Regions from separate parts of the Mus musculus genome. Here regions 1, 2 and 4 are each linked to region 3. The links are chromatin contacts, called in public promoter capture Hi-C and targeted proximity ligation maps. All regions are on one chromosome and are shown on one strand. The core of a region is the stretch at or near the end of the contact, and the rest is flanking DNA. Distances in the headings are between cores, read along the strand shown. Region 1 overlaps Vps13a (vacuolar protein sorting 13A). Region 2 holds the start of Foxb2 (forkhead box B2). Region 3 holds the start of Cep78 (centrosomal protein 78). Region 4 overlaps Vps13a (vacuolar protein sorting 13A).

Evidence for each region. Promoter capture Hi-C pulls out the DNA fragments that hold promoters and counts their contacts.
Region 1: a targeted proximity ligation map of bone marrow-derived macrophages shows a contact between it and region 3, with 7 times the contacts expected there. A contact is called at or near these places in 6 of 39 promoter capture datasets (the 3T3-L1 cell line, the C10 cell line, hippocampal neurons and 2 more), 2 of 130 datasets of targeted methods (bone marrow-derived macrophages and pro-B cells) and 1 of 9 other capture datasets (adipose tissue).
Region 2: a targeted proximity ligation map of bone marrow-derived macrophages shows a contact between it and region 3, with 3 times the contacts expected there. A contact is called at or near these places in 1 of 39 promoter capture datasets (the C10 cell line) and 1 of 130 datasets of targeted methods (bone marrow-derived macrophages).
Region 4: a promoter capture Hi-C map of embryonic stem cells shows a contact between it and region 3, with 2.2 times the contacts expected there. A contact is called at or near these places in 8 of 39 promoter capture datasets (the 3T3-L1 cell line, the C10 cell line, embryonic stem cells and 4 more) and 1 of 9 other capture datasets (adipose tissue).

The regions. Positions count from the first base shown.
Region 1 is chr19:16,700,447-16,703,742 of GRCm38.p6, reverse strand. It overlaps Vps13a (vacuolar protein sorting 13A), which reads left to right. Exons shown (of 72, transcript NM_173028.4): 30 at 1-55; 31 at 136-239; 32 at 2,455-2,622. Among named protein-coding and RNA genes, the nearest start is that of Vps13a, 79 kb to the left of the region's middle.
Region 2 is chr19:16,871,810-16,875,168 of GRCm38.p6, reverse strand. Foxb2 (forkhead box B2) reads left to right here and starts at 1,339. Exons shown (of 1, transcript NM_008023.2): 1 at 1,339-2,853. The coding sequence starts at 1,529. The coding sequence ends at 2,815.
Region 3 is chr19:15,983,510-15,986,794 of GRCm38.p6, reverse strand. Cep78 (centrosomal protein 78) reads left to right here and starts at 1,806. Exons shown (of 15, transcript NM_198019.2): 1 at 1,806-2,182. The coding sequence starts at 1,915. It overlaps C130060C02Rik (RIKEN cDNA C130060C02 gene), which reads right to left and starts at 1,720. Exons shown (of 3, transcript NR_045355.1): 1 at 1,503-1,720; 2 at 163-288.
Region 4 is chr19:16,736,958-16,740,040 of GRCm38.p6, reverse strand. The region is part of intron 17 of Vps13a (vacuolar protein sorting 13A); the gene reads left to right. Among named protein-coding and RNA genes, the nearest start is that of Vps13a, 42 kb to the left of the region's middle.

The sequences.
Region 1 (3,296 bases), core at 548-3,047, 720 kb before region 3:
CTACAGATTTTTATTCAGGATCAGAAACAAAACATTTCTGAAATTAAAATTGAAGGTAATAACATCTCATAAAATGTATTTAGTATTAACAAATTGAAGAAGACAGAACAATCATTTATTGTTTCATTCCCCTAGGGCTTGATTCTGAGATGATTATGAAACCTCTAGTCACTGAAATAAATGCAAAGCTAAGGAATATAATTGTGTTAGATTCTGATAAAATGGCTATCTACAAAAAGGTGAGATTTTGTTTTTATTAAATGCTAATACATCATTAATATGTAATGTTCACATCAATTAAATAATAATTGTCATAGATCACCAGTGTATCTTATGCATAATGGGGTTAGATTAAGGCACAAAGATGCTTAATATTTGTGTGATCCTTTTTGTTATATAATTTAGCTTTTATTTATAAAATTAAAATTATAATTTTTCCCAAGTAAATGATGTTCTTGGAAGAAAGAACCTTTGGGGTGGTTGGGAGAGGAGTGTTGCTAATAATTCTTCTCACTCCAAAATAAATATTCTGTTCTTCAAATATCCTAAACTGCCTGTTTCATATAATGGTATTAGAAGGTGTGAACGACTTCAAGTGTATTTTCAAGGATGCTCACCAGTGTATATAACTATTAAAATAAGAGAATTCTTTGAAAACAATGTCGATGGCTAAGTTATTTTGTTAGTAATTCTTGAATAATAAGGAATTTAAGCAGACTATGTGTTGAAGGAAGTGGTGACAAATACTAAAGTGTGAGATAAGAAAACCCTGAATCAGTTCTTTTTGAGTCAGTATGTGAGCACTTAGAGTTTAACAAGAGAGAACATTTTCTTCATTGCTGGACCAAGTTTGTTATCAATATTATTATTCATTTTTTTCTTTTTTTATTTGTTATTTTATTTATTGACATTTCAAATGTTATCTCCCTTCCCAGTTTCCCCTCCACAAATCCCCATCCCCTCCCTTCTCCCCGCCCATAGTTATGATCTTTCCCCAGTTAGTTGGTTTTCTACCCCCTACAGACAGACTGAAAGCTGGGCCTCACTAACGTCCAAGGTATCTTTCTCCCATTCCTCCCTCCCACACCCATGCTTTGGGCCTTTTAAAATAATTAATGTATTTATTTTTATATGTATGAATATTTTGTCATCTGTCTCTGTGTCTTTTGTTCTGTGTACCATGGTTGTGTCTGATGTCCATGGAGACCAGAAGAGGTTGTTGGATCCTGTGGAACTGGAGATATAACTGATCTTGAGCTACCTTGTGGATGCTGGAAATTGAACCCCAGTCCTTTAGAAGGGTGATCGGTGTTGATAGCCCCTGAGCTATCTTGGTAGCCCAGTGTTTGGGCCTTGAGTGGGATGAATGGAAATGTTTTCATTTTTCCAGGACCTGCTCTGAGTAAAACCCTAATTCTCCTGAGTCGTTCCTCATGCATTCCCAGCAGAGGCCAGCAAGGAAGGCCCTGCCATGGAGGAAGGACTGTTTCAGTTTCCCAGGGACTTGGTGCCCTGCATTGGTGTTCCCTCAACCTCCATGTTTTAGCTGAATTGTTCTTACTTAACTCACAATATTTGCCATCCCTTCCTCTTGGAATCTTCCTGATTTTTCTTAGATGATAGCATACTTTGTTGTATTGTTATTTCATATTTCTAATAGCAGTGAGAAAATTATAATAATTCTTCGGCTATTTGTTATTTTTAGGGTGTGAAATGGTCTTCAGTCTAGCTTTGTGCATCTCATCTGAAGCCTAACTTCCTGTTTTGCATTTCTTCCTTCTGCTTTCCAAAATTGCTCATACTTTTTCTTCTTGGGACTTGTTGTTCTGTGGTTGGTTTTCCTGGTGCTTTTCAACCCCTAGTTACTGTATTTAGAATTTAAGAGTCAAGAAAACTATAAACTTAATACTGTGTTCTAAATTAAAAAAAAAACAAAAAACATAGTTTCTTGTCTCTTACATTTTAAACTGGCAATATGGAGCTGGAAATTTTAAGCAATTCTATTTTAGTAATTAAAACAATTCTTAATCAATCAATGAAGAATGAAAAGTTTAAATCTAAGATATTCCAATGAAGAATATGAAAAAAAAAAGATTCAAAGTCTCAGACCTAGTGGAATGAGACACTTGAGTATAGGGAATCTGTGCCTGTGGTGTGTCTCAGCTTTGAAAGTTAACTAAAGTTGTTTCTGTGATGCCTCAGTGCAAAGCAGAAAATCCAAGAGAGATACAGATCTCTTCTCCTCTGTTATCAAACATAAGACAACAGAAAACGCATTAGGGTACAAATTCTAATAAAGCATTTTGAATTGTTGTCTCATTTGTACTTTCTCAAATTTCTGGAAGATTTTCCAAATAGTAGAATATTTTATTATTTTGCTTCATTTCATTTTTGTCTTGGGGTATAATACTTCAAATATTGATTTTTGACATTTGGGGTTCTTGTCTCTTTAAGGCTCTTTATATCACTGGAAAAGAAGTTTTCAGCTTCAAAATGATTTCTTACATGGATGCAACTGCTGGCTATGCATACACAGATATGAGTGTGGTTGACATTCGGGTTCATTTAACTGTTGGTTGCATTGAAGTAGTGTTCATCACAAAATTCCTGTATTCTATATTGGTATGTATTTTAATAAATTACTTTTCTAGAAAGAAATTGCTATGTTTTAAAAATAGATGAAGACCCATCTTAAAAATTATGCATGCATTAAAATTTTAGATTATGTACATAAACACACATGTGTGTATGTAATGTATGTTTACACACAAATGTATACATATATACATATATTTATGTGTACATGTATATATATTATATATATACATATATATGTGTGTGTATGTATATATGTATGTGTGTGTATACACACACACACATACACATACATATTTTTTTTTTAAGATATGTCCCTAGCTGGCCTAGAACTTAGAGAATAGACCAAGATGACCTGGAACTTACAGAGACCCACCTGCCTTTGCTTCCCAAGTGCTGAGAATTAATGTATATTTCATCATGTCTGGCCTAACAATATATTTTACAAATTAAAACTAGAGTAACAAAGGATATTTCTTCATATTTGCTTTTTCCTTATGCAAAAATACTTCATAGAAAAATTTTATAGTATCTTCAGGTTAAAAGACCACATTTGATTAAAAGAAGTCCAAAATAGAATAGAGACCAAGCTAGGAAGATTTGTACAAATATATATATATATATGTACATATTTTAAACGATTTGTTATATACCATAACAACCAAAATGTTTAGTATATCTTTTATATAATATTTTGATAA
Region 2 (3,359 bases), core at 90-2,589, 890 kb before region 3:
TCTTGCCTCCTAATTCCCTGCCTATTATCTTTCTGCCCCCTAAATCAAGGTTCTGGGGTGCAAAGAGCAATTCGTGCCTCGCTGAACCTGCCAAAAAATGGGCCGATCTGTAGGCCCCAGCTCTTCTTTCTATTGGTTTCCACTTACAACCCTCTGGGCGTCTCTGTTTCTCCAAGAGAAAAGGAGCTGGAGACAAAGGTGCTCCAAACTGGAGACCTAAATGGCTAGGCCACCGGGAAACTAAGGGAGAGTGGGTGAAAAGACTGAATGATAAAGGGAGAGAGCTATGCAAGACCTGACGGGTGAGAAAGCAGTGCCGTGCCCCCTTGCTGTGGAACAGCAGACCCCCACAACTAGACAGTGACCCCTTCTCAGTGGTCAGACGGCTGAAGCCTGGGCTGGCAAGCGGGAAGTGAAAGCGAAGGGTCGGGGTGACCAGTGGAAATGGAGAAGGGGCGGAGACGAGAAATTGTGCCTTCTTGCCCCTTCTTCAGCAAAAGAAGAGGCTGTGGAGGCGGCGGCGGCGGAGTCCCTCAGCCTCGGTCATGTGATAGTCTCGAAGCGCAAGCTGCAGGGGTCTCGGCGTCTCGGGGACCATTACAAAACGCAGCCAGGAGAGCGCGTCGCTGCCACAGCAGCGCGTCTTCTCAAAACCCGCGGGGCAGAGCGGCTGCAGCTGCAGCTCAGACGGCTGTTCGGACCGGGCGAGCCGGGTCCTAGCCTGTCTACGCAGACGCCCCCTGCAGCCTGCGGCTAGCTCCGGGAGTTCTGACACCGTCCCCTCCATAGAGCCTGACGGTGGGCGCCGCTGCTGTAGACAGCACCAAACTTTTTTCTTGGAACCACCACCTAGAGCTCGGTGCCTCTTCCATTTTCAGCTTGCCTGCAGATCTCCTGAAAAAAGAGGGTACGTACGTACAGTAGCGGATAGGAAAGTGCGCGCTCCCTCTCTCTCTTCTTACCCTGTCTACCCCTTTTTGTAAGATTTGAACTCCAGCGCGGACAGACCCAGTACCAGGTCAGCTTCCAGGGTCGAAAGATCGGTCACCAGTGGCCTCGGGACAGCTAGTGTGGACTCGAGCTTAAAAAGCCAGTCTTCATTATCCAGTTGGTTTGATCTGAGCTGCCTTTGTACCGATAAAGGGAAAAGAGACCAAAAAGAAACTCATTCCACAGCCTTTCGCTCCAGAGCTCAAGTCTAGTCATCCAAGAGGAGGACGAGACGGAGAAAAGCAAGGTAAAGCTGGCGAGTCTCTCTGGCTACTGTGAGGGCCTGCCCACGACAGTCAAGACCAGAAGTTGTGAGCGCCATAAAACTGTATTGGCTCAAAAAGCCAATTGCGGGGACCCGGGGCAGCTCCCCGAAGGAGGAGGACCAAGGCAAAAGGGGTCTGGGGACCAAGAAAGCTGGGGATCAGGCTGCGCAGGTGGAGAGAGAATTAGTGGGGACACTTAAGCCTGGTATCCGGCTTTCCGAGAGGCGTTAAGGCCCACTGTGGGCCGGACGGAAGTGGAAGAGCCTGGGAAGATGCCACGGCCAGGGAAGAGTTCCTACAGCGACCAAAAGCCGCCCTACTCTTACATCTCACTGACCGCCATGGCCATCCAGCATTCGGCTGAGAAGATGCTGCCTCTGAGCGACATCTACAAGTTCATCATGGAGCGCTTCCCCTACTACCGCGAGCACACGCAGCGCTGGCAGAACAGCCTGCGCCACAACCTCTCCTTCAACGACTGTTTCATCAAGATCCCTCGGAGGCCGGACCAACCCGGTAAGGGCAGCTTCTGGGCGCTACACCCTGACTGCGGTGACATGTTCGAGAACGGCAGCTTCCTGCGGCGCCGCAAGCGCTTCAAGGTGCTACGCGCAGACCACGCTCACCTACACTCAGGAAGCAGCAAGGGCGCGCCCGGCACGGGGCCAGGAGGTCACCTGCATCCCCACCATCCCCACCACGCACACCACCACCACCACCATCACCACCACGCCGCACACCATCACCACCATCACCACCCGCCGCAGCCGCCCCCGCCGCCGCCGCCGCACATGGTGCCCTATTTCCACCAGCAGCCGGCTCCGGCTCCGCAGCCTCCACACCTCCCGTCGCAGCCCGCGCAGCAGCCACAGCCGCAGTCGCAGCCTCCGCAGACGTCCCATCCCGGCAAGATGCAGGAGGCGGCGGCCGTGGCGGCGGCCGCAGCAGCGGCGGCGGCCGCAGCGGTGGGCAGCGTGGGGCGTCTGTCTCAGTTCCCACCCTACGGGCTGGGCTCGGCCGCCGCCGCCGCCGCTGCAGCCGCCGCGTCCACCACAGGCTTCAAACATCCGTTCGCCATAGAGAACATCATCGGGCGGGACTACAAGGGCGTGCTGCAGGCTGGAGGGTTGCCTTTGGCGTCGGTCATGCACCACTTGGGCTACCCCGTGCCGGGCCAGCTCAGCAATGTTGTCGGCTCCGTGTGGCCTCATGTTGGCGTGATGGATTCGGTAGCCGCGGCTGCCGCTGCTGCCGCCGCAGCTGGGGTCCCGGTAGGCCCGGAGTATGGGGCATTCGGGGTGCCAGTCAAGGCTCTGTGCCACTCGGCAAACCAGAGCCTGCCAGCTGTACCGGTGCCCATCAAGCCCACGCCTGCGCTACCACCCGTGACCACGCTGCCGCCGGCGTTGTCTGTCCCCACGGCGTCGCAGCAGCTGCCTGCTCCCTCCACCGTGTGCGCGGCCGCCGCCTCACCCACAGCCCCTCTCTTGGAGCCCACCGCAGCCGGCAGGGCTGACAGCAAGGGGAGCTCCCTACACTCGGTGTTGGTGCATTCTTAGGGGACCCCGCGACCGGTGAGAAGGCGCCTGTCGAGAGACTGAGACAATGGTCCCAGACCGAGAGGGTGCTCCAGGAAGGTCAGCAAACTTGGCATTGAGCTAAATGCTGCACTGGTCTGAATAAATGTAACTTCCTGGTGTCTGTGTTTATACTATCTTGTAAATCAGATTAATTAATGAAAGCCCATTTTCAGGTAAGAGTTTCTATTGTAATAAAAGTCGGTAAGTTATGGGAGAGAGGAGCAAACGTGGTCAGTGAAAACTAATTTTAGGCAAAGAGGAAGTAGGGTTCACCTCTTTTCTGGAGCAGGACCTGGACGACCTAATCCGGGAGAAGCCCAACAGAGTGACAGAAATGGACTTCAGAGCCCAGGCTTCAGTCCCCCGGAGTCCGCAGCCGCCTGCCTTTTGAGGAAAACTTGCCTTCGATGGTAAGGGAAGGAGCATGTTTTGTCTCATTATTTCCGTGGTCAGGAAAATGGACAAGAAAACGACACCGGGAATAAACTCGCTGTTACGGCGGGGGCGGGGGGTACAGAGGGGG
Region 3 (3,285 bases), core at 557-3,056:
AATGTTATGAACACAGTGTCTAAAGCTTGATTGGAGACTGTCATTGTTCTAGAGACTGGATACAAGTTCAGGACATCTGGCTAGTTCTCAGGATTTATGCTAACTGCACAATTCATCACTTTGCACATCTGTAAAGCAGATATGTAACAGTATATTTCTTACGGGGAAAGGTGGAACTCTATTTAAACTGACTGGCTGAATGTAGTGGCTCCTTCCTATAATCCCAGCACTCAGGAAGCTGAAAGAAGATGACGAAGTCCAGAAGAGGCCAGGCTACGTAGCAAGACACTGTATCAAAGTAAAATAAAATAAAATAAAATAAAATAAATAAACAATGCTACAGAAATAAAAAGTACTAGTTATCAGTGTTAGCCACAATCTTCATCATCCATCCAAAAGAAACAAAAGCCAGAATAGAGCCTTCCATTTACGAGAACACTTCGCAGTTACCAATGACAGACTAAAAACAACAAACTTATGTTTTAAAAGAAGTGAATGAGGACACAAAAGACTTAACTGTGGACATTTAGCCTGTCATTCATAATGTCTCTTGAATATAGTATGCCTTATAAACAGAAAATCAAACTCATACCTCAGGAATTTATAAATGTGCTTTAAAGTATTTCAGAGAAATGGCTTAGCACTTAGGTGCACTTAACTGCCCTTCCAGAGGACTGGGTTCCATTCCCAGCACCTATGGTGGGTGGGTCACAAATGTCTCAAATGCCTATAACTTCAGGTCCAAGGCATCTGACGCCCCTTTCTGATATCCCTAAGCACTGTGTACACGTGTCACTCACACACACACACACACACACTGAATAAAAATATAAGCAAATCTTTTACAAATGTAACTGAAATGGTGGCTAGAGACAGCTCTTCTTTCAGAGGCTCTGAGTCTGGTTCCCAGCACCTACACTGACTGGCTCACTACCACCTGTAACACCAGTTCCAGAGGATCTGATGCCTTCTTCTGGTCACTCTGGACACTTGCACACAGATAGCATACAGGCACGTACCCATAAATAAATCCTTAAAAAGAATAAAACAGACTGATGTATTTATTACCCAGAGTTCACTTTGTTTCTGCTCAAAGTAATTCATTTTAATGCATAACTAAATAACATGACATAGGGAATAAAATAGCTCAACTTAACCACTGCTGAGTGAATCCCAAGTTCACTTTCCATAGCTATTATGCTCAATGTTACTAACTCTGTTAAAATCATTAATAATAAAACCGTAATGAAATTATGGTCTCTCTGTGATACAGGAGTCGTCTTCGAGTTTATTTAGAGTACTAACATTGAAAACTAGTAAGAGTTCGAGGCCAACCTAGTCTACAAAGTGAGTTCCAGGACAGCCAGGACTGTTATACAGAGAAACGTTGTCTCAAACAACACATAGAGAGATAGAGAGGGAGAGAAATATCCACCATCAATGGAGGATACTAAGCTAAACTCTAGCTTTGCCTAACCCAAAGAAGAGAGGAAGGAAGCCACCTGGTTTGCATACGTGTTGGGAAATTCTTCTTGTGACTTCTCTCGGTGAGGAAGCATAAACAGTTGAGCGCTTCTAACAGTCTTCTCGAGGCTAAACCCGCTTCTCAGTTCTCAGGTCAAGCCCGGTTCTCAGGTCGTCACTCCATTGCACCTCACTTTTGGTACCCAGAGGCGCGCTCACTGCAGAGCATCTACTCGCCTCCAGCTGATGGCGCGTTGGACGTAGCGAGCCCGGGTGGGCGTGGCCCGCGCTCTGACGCACAGCGAGCGCGCCGACGCATGCGCACGTCGCCCGCGGGAGCTCGCCGGTGACTAGAACGGCGGCGGCGGCTCCCAGAGCGGGCGCTAACCGCCCGAGGCGTGGCGGGAGGCGGCGCGGGGCGGCTGGTGGAGGTCCCCGGGGTTGCCGGTCATGATCGACTCGGTGAAGCTCCGGCGCGACTGCGCGGCCGACTTCTTCTCGCACTACGAGTACCTGTGCGCGCTGCAGGACTCCGTGCCGCTGCCCGCCGTGCGCGCCTGCCTGCGGGACGGCGTGCTGGACTTCAATGCCGACCGGCTGCGCGCGGTGGACTGGGCACCGCTGCTCAGCACGCTCAGGGTGAACCGCGACCTGCCGCTGGTGGCCATCAAGAGCTCCTTCCAGCCGTGGCTCGGGGAAACAGTTCTGCGGTCCGGAGGTGCGAGGGTTTGGTCGGAGAAGTGGGAGCCCGGTGCAGGATCAGCCTGCGAAGCGGCCTCCACCTAGCCACAAAGGAGTTTTTGCCGCCGCCTCCCTTGCAGGTTGCCGCCTCGGTCCGTTGTCTGGAGTAGTCAAGCTAGGGAGTAGAACTCGACACTGCCCCTTATTACAGCGAGGATGACCAACTCTGCACCCCGAGGGGAATATGCGTGATAATTTAGCAAATGGTCCCTGCCCTCTCTTCTTTTAGGGGTTTAAATGTACAATCTCCCTTCATTCGTAATTGCAAGTTTAATACAGAAAAGGAGAAGGTTAAAGATGGAAAGAAAAAAATGTATAACAAAAAAATAATCAGGGACGTCTTTTTTGATTTTTAGAAAAATATTTGAGGGTTTTGCCTTCGCGTGTGTATGTGCACTATGTGTGTGCAGTGCCTGCGGAGTACAGAAAAGGGGGTAAGAGGTCGGAGTCCATATGTGAACCACCATATGGATGCTGGGAACCGAACTCGCATCCTTTGCAAGAGCAGCAAGTATGTCCAACCATTGAGCCATCTCTCCAGCCCAAGGGACTATTATTATTTGTTTCTTTTATTTATTTATTTATTTATTTATTTATTTATTTATTTATTTATTTATTTATTTATTTGAGAGACAGGGTTTCTCTGTGTAGCCCTGGCTATCTTGGAACTCACTCTGTAGACCAGGCTGGCCTTGAACTCAGAGTCTGGCCTGCCTCTGCCTCTCGAGTGCTGGGATTGAAGGCGTGCGCCACCACTGCCCGACTGGAACTATTATTTTTGACGAACCCGTTGTAAAACAGTTGACTCTGGTTATTTGCAGATAACGTATTTACAAGTTCCTTTCATTTGAATTTTTGTAACTCCCAGCCAAGTCTTTGTGGTGCTTCTATGGTCATTCATGAACACCCGCCCAGAAGCCAAAAAAAAAAAATTACCATCCAATATATATGTTCCTTACTGATTTGCATATTTGTGTGTTTGTGTATCTTAGTATTGGCGTATGTGCACACTCAGAAACAAGAAAGGGGTGTTGGGTGTCCTTTGATGGCTCTTCACCCATTTTTTAAATTTATTTTTTA
Region 4 (3,083 bases), core at 276-2,775, 750 kb before region 3:
CTTTAAAAACAGAACAACAATAAGATATGGTATTGCCAGGGCCAAGAAGTGGGAGTGGGTGGGGGAGGGTATGGGGCCATTTGGGATAGCATTTGAAATGTAAATGAAGAAAATACCTAATAATATATATATATATATATATATAAATAAATTTTTAAAAAAAGATATGGTATTGCTGGGAAATAGTGCTCACTGCACCCTGAGTTTGAATCCCAGAGCCCTTGTCAAAAGCTGGGGTGGGAGGGAGCAGCCTGCAGTCCTAGAGCAGGCAGTAGACACAGGGAGGTCCTTGAAGCTTAGTCCAGCCAGCCCAGTTGAGTTGGTGAGCCCTAGGTGCCAATGAGAGACTGTTTCAAAAACTACCAAGGTGGATAGTGTTTCAGCTCTGTCTTAAAAAGTATCAGTGTAAGGCTGGAGTTCAGCTTTCAGACATCATAGTCTTCAGTGCTGGGACTTGTGATTCAGTGCAATCTTTGTGTGTGTTCAGGTGGTTAGACTTTACTGTGTACTATGTAAGTTTTTGAAATTATTAATGTATTCAGTAGAAAGTAACATGTTGATAAAGCATAGAACACTAAAGAAAAATTAAAAAGTAATATTTGTGCCATGCAAAAAGAAACAACAAATGTTGCCGCATTCAGCACAACTCCAGGTACAGACTGACTTGAGAGGTGAGCAAGTGAAGAAAAGAAAGACAGACAGGTAGACAGACAGATACAAGCTGGGACTGGGAGAGCTGGGCTCTGGTGAAGAAAGTGCAGAACCCCAGAAGCCCAGTGCATTTATTATACACAGTTTGAACAGAGAGGCCGGGTGATAGTGCAGCAGACCAAGGAGGCAGGCTTAGCTCATTAGTAGGAGCAGTCCCTGTAGGCTATAAATGCAGGGGGAGAATATAAATATACTTTCAACTTCAGAACATGGAGCAGATGGAGGCTTTCCTACCCTTGTGCGCCTCAATTCCCCCATACTCCTCAGGGCAGAGGGCAGTCACCTTTGCCATTTTCCCAAGCAGCTGAGGCTAAGCTCCATGTCATAACTAGGCCATATCAACAACACACATTACTCAAGACTTCATACATTTAAGGCTTCCTTTACTCTGCATAAAACCTAACTTGCTTTCTTTAATTTAATTTAATTTTTTTAATTACTCAGTTTATATCCCACTCACTGCCTCCTTCTTGGTCACCCCTCCCATAATCCTTTCCCTATTCCTCATTTCTCTTCTCCTCTGAGCAGGTGGGGAACCCCCTGTGTATCCCCCCAATCCTGGTACTTTAAGCCTCTGAGAGGCCAGGTACTTTTCCCACTGAGACTAGAACAGGGCAGCCCAGCTAGAAGAACATATCCCAGTATAGGCAACAGTTTTTGGGATAGCCTCTGCTCCAGTTGTTAGGACCCACAGGAAGGTCAAGCTGCTCGTCTGCTACATATGAACAGGGAGGCCTGGGTCCAGCCCAGGTATGTTCTTTGGTTGGTAGTTAACTCTCTGAGAGCCCCAAGGGTTCAGGTTAGTTGATTCTATTGGTGTTCCTGCGGAGTTCCTATCCCCTTCGGGCCTGCAATCTTTTCTCCTAGTCTTCCATAACAATACCCTAGCACAATCCTCAGTTTGGCTGTGGGTGTCTCTGTCTCTTTTTCTTTCTTTTAAACATGCTCCTCTGTCCGCCTTGCTTCTCTTTGTTCTCCTGCCCTCTTCCTTCCCTCTTTTGTTATTGTTTTGGGTTTTTTATTATTTTATTTTATTTTTTACAGTCCAGTCATTTCTCCCCTCCCACAGTTCCTCAGCTAATTCCTCCTCCCCCACTCCTGTTTCCAAGAGGATGTTGCTTCTATCCTCCTACCCCCCCACCAGGCCTCCGCCCTCCCTGGGGCCTCAAGTCTCTCCAGGGTTCTCTCAGTGAGGCCATATAAGGTAGTCCTCTGCTGTATATATGTCTGGGGCCTCATACTAGCAAGTGTATGCCGCCTGGCTGATGACTCATTATCTGAGAGATCTCAGGGGTCCCAGTTAGTTGAGACTGCTGGTCTTCCTATGGAATCACCCTCCTCCTCAGCTTCTTCCAGCCTTTTCCTGACTTCAGTTCATTGGTTTGGATGTAAGTATCTGCATCCGTCTTAGCAGTTTGTTGTACCTCTCTGTGGGCAACCACGCTAGGCTTCTGTCTGTAAGCACCCATAGCATCAGTAATAGTGTCAGGCCTGGCTCCCCTTGAGATGAATCCTAAGTTGGGCCGGTCACTGAATCTTCTTTCCCTCAGTCTCTTCTTCATTTTTGTTCCTTGAGCTCTTTTAGACAGGAACACTTCTGGGTCAGAGTTTTGACTGTGGGATAGCAATCCTATCCCTCCACTTGTTGCTCTTGTCTTTCTATTGGAGGTAGACTCTACAAGTTCCCTCTTCCCACTGTAGGGCATTTCATCTAAGGTCCCTCCCTTTGAGTCCTGAGATTCTCTGACTAACAGGTCTCTGTACATTCTAGAGGGTCCCCCCACCTCCCACCCTCTGAGGTTGCTTACTTCCATTCTTTCTGCTGGCCCTTAGGGCTTCTTCCTGTTTCCCTACCCCACTCCCCTATACCTGATCATGTTCCCCTTTTCCACTCCCCCCTCCCTCCCCTCCCTCTCCTCCCCAGTACCTCCCTCCCTTTGCTTCCTGTGATTACTGTCTTCTCTCTCCCAAGTGGGATTGAGGCTTCTCACTTGGGCTCTTCCCCTTGTTAACCTTCTTGAGTTCGGTGGATTGTATCCTGGGTATTCTGTACTTTTTAAAAGGCTTATATCCACTTATTAGTGAGTACATACCGTGTGTGTCCTTTTGGGTCTGAGACACCTCACTCAGGATATTCTAGTTCCATCCATTTGCCTGCAGAACTCATGATGTCCTCATTCTTAATAGCTGAATGGTATTGCATTGTGTAAGTGTGCCACAGTTTCTGTATCCATTCATCCGTTATGGGACGTCTGGGTTGTTTCCAGCTCCTGGCTATTACAGATAAGGCCAATTTGAACATAGTGGAGCACGCACCTCTGTGGTGTGGTAGGGCATCTTTTGGGTATATGCCCAAGAGTGGTATAGCTAGG